2 separate regions of the Sus scrofa genome follow, and region 1 is linked to region 2. A link is a contact called in public Hi-C data. All regions are on one chromosome and are shown on one strand. Each heading gives the region's core, a stretch centred on a gene start, on an enhancer-like site or on the middle of the called end of the contact. The rest is flanking DNA. Distances are from core to core; before and after follow the strand shown. Region 1 holds the start of AP2A1 (AP-2 complex subunit alpha-1). Region 2 holds the start of DKKL1 (dickkopf-like protein 1).

Region 1 (3,068 bases), core at 92-2,591, 320 kb before region 2:
CCTGGCTGACCCCAGAGCCCGTGCGGATACAGCCTCTGAAGCTCTTGGCAGCTCTAAACGCCAACACCCGCTCCCAGGAGCTGGGCGCTGACTTGGCACCAGGCCTCCCATAGTCACGACCATCCTTCCTGCTGGTGATCACTGTCCCCGTATTGATGTGGTCAGATGGGAGAGGGCTCCAGATTCAGGCCTGTCCTGCTCCCTGACCCATGACCCTGCTCTGGGACCAGGCTTCCTCCATCCCCCACTTCCCAGATCTCTTCCTCACAAATTCCTAAGGCCCCTAACCCCTTCTTTGAAATAGGGGTTCTCCTGCTTCTGGCACATCCTCTAAGCCCCCACATTGTAATATCCTCTCCTTTCCAAGCCCCCCAGGCCCCTGTCTCAGGCTCTCCAAAGACTCCACCTGCAGGAAGCGCCTCGAAGTAACCCCTCTTGTTCCTTCTCCATTGACCTCCGTGTTTCCTAAGAAATCTTCCATCCTGGAGCCCCTCTATCCCTCACCAGGGTCCCGCTATAGTCCCCCACCTTCCCATCCCTCCTCCCCAAACCCCTGGGACTTTCTATCACTCTAAAGTCCTCTCTATAAACTATAAACGAGCTGGGCACCTCGGTGACCTATCTAGCCCCTTCCCCTCTATGACACCCCCTCACCCAAGCTCTCAAGCCTGGCTTCCTGTGTTTCAGGTCTCCCCGTTCCCACTGGCCCCCTCCCACTCTATCGCTCCACAGGGTACCCCCAACCACCCAGCCATGCACCTCCTTTCTTTTCTGTCTACATCAGGGATTTCTCTGACCCCATGGCTAATGCGATCTCCTAGCTTTCTTTCATCCCCAGGGGACGCCTCTACGCCCCATCTCCGGGACTTTACTAGCGTCCTTTTCATTAAGACCCTCCCGGACGCCTCTAGCCACTCCGTGTCGTCACCTGAAGAGGCACAGTAAGACACTCTAAGACCCTCCATTACCCCCACCCTAAAGTTCCCCCCGCGGCCTCTCTATCCTCTCACTCTACGACCCCAATGGACTTCTATCCCCTAGGCCCTTCTGTAACCCCCGAGCCCCTCAATTCCACGCTTCCCCCGCCCAGGGTCCCCCGGCCGCGCTCTCACAGTTCCGGATGTCGGAGATGAACACCGCGAGCCCCCGCATCCCATCGCCCTTGGACACGGCCGGCATGATGGCGGTGGTGTCGGCTCCAGGCCTGGCCGGGCAGGGCACAGCGCAGCGGGGGCTGGCAGGCGGGGACCTGAAGGAAAGGACCCCAAGCAGCGCCGAGGAGCCTAGCCGGCCAAGGGGGAGGGCGGGCTGGCGGGCGGGCGGGCGGGCAGGCAGGCCGCGTCTCCGCCCCCGGTCCCTCCCCTCCCAGCCGCCATCCTGAGCTCTCAGCTGCCCATTGGCTCGAATTACTGCCGTTCAGGCGCGGGTTCATCCCCACTCCCTCTCTCATTGGTGGCAGGACAAAGGTACGCCGTTACGATTGGTCCAGCACCCCCGTATTTCCGTTCGGGAGAGCGGGGTCGGGGCGTTGCTCGAGAGACGGGCGGAGTTAGGTTACGTACAGTTGGACCGCCCCCTCCGCGCGGCCGGGGCCAATACTGATTGGATCCGGTCGCTCTCCTAGAAGGGAGGGATTGACGTGAGGGAGGGCGGGGGGAGCGGGCTTGAGGAGGCGGGACTTGTGGTGACTGAGGCCAATAGATGGGCAGATCGCCCCCGCAGGCGTTGGGGATTTGCCCGACCTGTCCTACTCCCCCCCCGATTGGGCTGTTATGGGGGCGGGAGGAGAGCCACGATCCGTAGAGAACGAAGGAGAACGGGGGTTGTCGCTCAGCTGGGCTGGGATAGGTGGAGCAGCGCCTGCAATTCCCTGCTGCAGAGAAGGGGTTGGGAGGGGCAGGAGAGCGTGAGGTGTTTACTGCGCAAGCGTCGTTCTGATCCTCTTTCTCCCTACTCTTCACCACGCATTACTCCTTAAATCTTCCCGGAAGACGTTCCTTACCCCTTGTCTAGCGGCCAAGATGTTGGGACCTAATTTGTCCGGAGACCGAGTGTCTCAGAGCGGAGGAAACACTAATTCAAGTCTAGTCGCATTAAGCAGAGGTTAAAACTGAGGTCCAGAGAGGTTGAATGACTTGCCCAAGGTCACACAGCTCAGAAACGGCAGAGCCTGGGTTTAAAGTATATTTTGGCATTTAACCACTTGTTTTGCTTTTTAGGGCCGCACTTGTGGCATAGGGAAGTTCCTAGGCTAGGGGTGGATTCAGAGCTGGAGCTGCCAGCCTACACCACAGTGATGGAGGATCCAGGGGCCCTCTGTGACCTACACCACAGTTCCCAGCAATGCCAGATCCTTAACCCACTGAGCGAGGCCAGGGATGGAACCTGCATCCTCACGGATACTAGTTGTGTTGTGTGTGTGTGTGTGTGTGTGTGTGTTTAGAGCCGCACTGGCAGCATATGGAGGTTCCCAGGCTAGGGGTCGAATCAGAGCTACAGCTGCCAGCCTACACCACAGCCGCAGCAATGTCAGAGCTGAACGCATCTGCAGCCTACACCACAGCTCACGGCAACACCGGATCCTTAACCCCCTGAGCAAAGCCAGGAATCGAACCTGCAACCTTATGGTTCCTAATCGGATTCGTTTCCGCTGCGCCACGATGGGAACTCCAATAGTTGTGTTCGTAACCTGCTGAGCCACAGTGGGAACTCTGACATTTAACTGTTTTCCAATTATGCAATGCCTTTTTTCTTTTCTTTGCAACCACACCACCAGTAAACACACCAAATCAAAACTGTGAGTCTCTCCACCAAACTTGGAGCTCCTCAACCAGAAGGGGACTGACGAACGTTGCTAAAAGGAATGGGGGGATCTGCTATGTTTGGCCCAACCACCACCCCTTGGCGCCCCGGAGACTTTCTTTGGTTGACAGGCTTTTGGGAAGGCAAAGCCTCCCGGAACTCTAACACCCTGGGCTATTGAGAAATTTGGGGCAAAGGGAACTGGAAGAGTCCATTCTGTCACCTCGAGGAACTCAGCCCTGCCAGCCTCTTCCAACCTCAGAACT
Region 2 (2,847 bases), core at 60-2,559:
CCCTTAAGGGAAGAGCCACACCCTTTAAGCCAAAGCCCAGCGTACTTTTCAAGCACACACCCCCATAGTCAGACCACGCCCCTGTCCGTTGACCTTGGCCTTGGAGACCCAGTGTTGCCCGCATTCTCCGATCGTGCCCATCTTGCCGCAGTCTTGCTCCAATTGCAGATGGCCCCGCCCCTGACTTAGAGCCACGCCCGCACACCTAGGCCCCACCTAAGAGCCCCAGATCTTGCCCCTAGTGCCCTCAGTTCCACTAGTCTGCTGATGAAATGCCCTACTCTGAACAGTCCTTCTGATTCGTCCACTGCTTAATTTTCTTTTTATCTGTCTGAGTTTCTCCACATCCCTTCCCATCTTCTCCAGGTTTTGAAAGGATTAACGCGCTCAATAGAAGGCTATGTAGGGACGCTGAACACGGAGCCCTCTTGCTACCACTGAAAAGCTCCGCCCTCTCGGGAAACCCTAAATCCAGTCCCGAGTCCCATCTTCCAAGGAGCCCGGAATCCCGGCTCCCCTCTACCTCAGGACCTCAGAGTCTGGACCCCAGCCCCTCTAGTCCCGAATTTGAACACTTAATCCTCATCTTTAAGGAACCTTTTTTTTTTTTTTTTTAATTTTAAGTGGCATGTGTAAATTCTAGGACCAGGGATCGAACCAGAGCCGCCATAGCAGACAAGGCATGTAGTCAGCCACAGAGGAAGCCCAAAGGGCCTTTTTAAGGGACTCTTATCTCTCTCTTCAGGCACCGAGGCTCTCTCCTGGTCCTGGGACACCAAATACCTCTAGTCCACTATCGCGTGTCCATGAGAGTCTCCATCTCCGTGAACCTCTAATAAACTCCCAGTCGTCTTGCCTTCCACCCTTAACTCTCAGGAAGTCACAAGGAAAGCAATCAATGGGGGGGAAAAATCAATGGAAATCGATAAAAAAAAAATCCAGCCTTATACTTCAATCCTGAAAAATGCACTTGAGGGTTGAACAGGAAAGTTTCTTTTGTTTCTTTTTCCTATCAATCGTTCCCGCACACACACAGCTGGGTAAAGCCAGGTGTCCAGGCCTCCAGACCCTTCCTCTCTAGACCCAGGAATCTTGGCCCCCAGTCCCCCCTCCCTCAGATCCAGGTTTCCTGGCCCCCATCAATCCTCCCTCAGACCCCTGAATCCAGACGCCCAAGACCCCTCCTCTCTCAGGGATCCTTCTAAGCACCAGAATCTGGACGTTCTCACCAGGCCCCAGCTAGACTTCACCTTTTTTTGCCAAAGCAAAAATCTTCCCCTAAATTGTCACCGTCGGATCCCCCTTCCCGCTGTCCGGCGCCCGGACCCGCCCCCCCTCCGGTCCCTCCCACTTTTCCCAAACAAAGCTCCCGGGCAACTTTCTCCCTCGCAGCGCCCCGCCCGCCCGCGGCTCCCCAGCCCCAGGCCGGGAGGTAGGAAGGCGCCGGCGGGAGTCGGGGATTCTGCATTTGGGTGTGTGAGTTGGGGTGGGCAATTATGCGTTACGCTTTGAGGTGTTTGTGGGCCCATCTCTGAACTGCTGGCCGCCCTCTTCTTTACCGGGGGTGGGCCCGAGGGTGCGCTCGTGACCGAGGCTAAGTGTGGAGTTGGAACTTTCGCCACACTCGGGGTGTTTGCTGATGGGTCTGAGTTTGAGACTGTGCGCCTGGGAATGGGTGAGGGCTGGGGACTCTGGCGGGTGTGTGCGCCTGAGTGTGAGTGTCTGTGGAGGTGTCGGTTTCACGTGAGAAAGGACCCCGGGCTTGTTTCTGACCGAATTGGTTTGTGTGTGTCATTTGTGGGCGCCTGGTCCTCCTCGTGGAGAACGGAGGCCTCCTGGGTGGCCGAAGGTGGGCTACGGGGCTTTCTGGATCTTCAGTCTTGTCGCTTTGGAGGTTTGGGGCCTGGGGAGGGGAGTTAGGGGGGACTTTTCTGACTCGGCTCCTCCGTCCCTTTGTCTGGCCACATGGGGGAGAGCTGGGCTGGGGTTTTGGCCTACGGGGGTCCTGACCGCCGCAGCGCCACTGGGCTCGGCCTGGGGTCTTTGTCTATCTCGGCCGGGGCTCCGGGGTCCAAGGGAGGAGGGGGATGGGGGCCTGGACTCTGGGGTCCTGGGAAAGCTGTGGAAGACGTGGAGCCGCCAGGGAGGCGGGATCTGACTGTATTGGAAAAAGTTTTCCCCCCGTTCCCGGCCTCCGGAAAGTCACTGGGAACTTGAGTTGGATCTGAGCCCACAGTGCCGGGGGCGGGGGATGGGGGGGAGGGGAACGGGGGAAGGGGCGGGGCTGGGGCCGGAGGGGAGGTGCCCTCGCCGGCCAGCCCCTCCCCTGATGGGGGTTGTGGGAAACTGGGGGAGGGGACGCCTGGGCCCTTTGTTCTGGCGCTCCTGATGGCAGAGCGCCCCCGCCCCCCAGTCTGTGGTGCTGTGGGTCTTTCCTGGTCTTGGCTGGAGTTTCTTCCCTGAGTCTGTCCCTCTCTCTCTGGGTCTCTGTCCCCTACTCTCTGGGACTCTGTCCTCTCTCTCTCTCTCTCTGAGTCGCTGTTCCTCTCTCTCTGGATCGCCCCTCAGCCTTACTCGGGCCTGGGCCCCTCCTTCTTTTCTGGCAGCTGCTGCTCACATCCTAGCACCTGTTCTGGGGGAGGGACTGAGCAGATTTCACCCACACCCCCCCTTCCCCTCAACTAGGCCCTGACGCCTGTCTTCTTTAAACCAGTAATCCATACCCAAAGTTTCAGCCCTCGTGGGCCCTAGGCATTCCTCCGGGGTCTTAAGACTTCATCACAACCCCGGCTCCCTTGAAAACACAGAGGATAATGTTCTCACCCTAAGCTTCCCCAGAAATCCAGC

The links. Hi-C and Micro-C count contacts between places; a contact is called where the count stands out from the background.
Region 1: a contact with region 2 is called in a Hi-C map of heart right ventricle, with 1.6 times the contacts expected there. The contact joins the promoter of AP2A1 here to the promoter of DKKL1 in region 2. A contact is called at or near these places in 1 of 47 Hi-C or Micro-C datasets (heart right ventricle) and 1 of 2 datasets of contacts at active chromatin or transcription factors (alveolar macrophages).

The regions. Positions count from the first base shown.
Region 1 is chr6:54,784,810-54,787,877 of Sscrofa11.1, reverse strand. AP2A1 (AP-2 complex subunit alpha-1) reads right to left here and starts at 1,341. Exons shown (of 23, transcript XM_021094760.1): 1 at 1,113-1,341. The coding sequence starts at 1,179. It overlaps TSKS (testis-specific serine kinase substrate), which reads left to right and starts at 2,667. Exons shown (of 11, transcript XM_021094752.1): 1 at 2,667-3,068.
Region 2 is chr6:54,460,829-54,463,675 of Sscrofa11.1, reverse strand. DKKL1 (dickkopf-like protein 1) reads right to left here and starts at 1,309. Exons shown (of 5, transcript XM_021094734.1): 1 at 1,251-1,309. It overlaps TEAD2 (transcriptional enhancer factor TEF-4), which reads left to right and starts at 1,351. Exons shown (of 12, transcript XM_021094725.1): 1 at 1,351-1,432.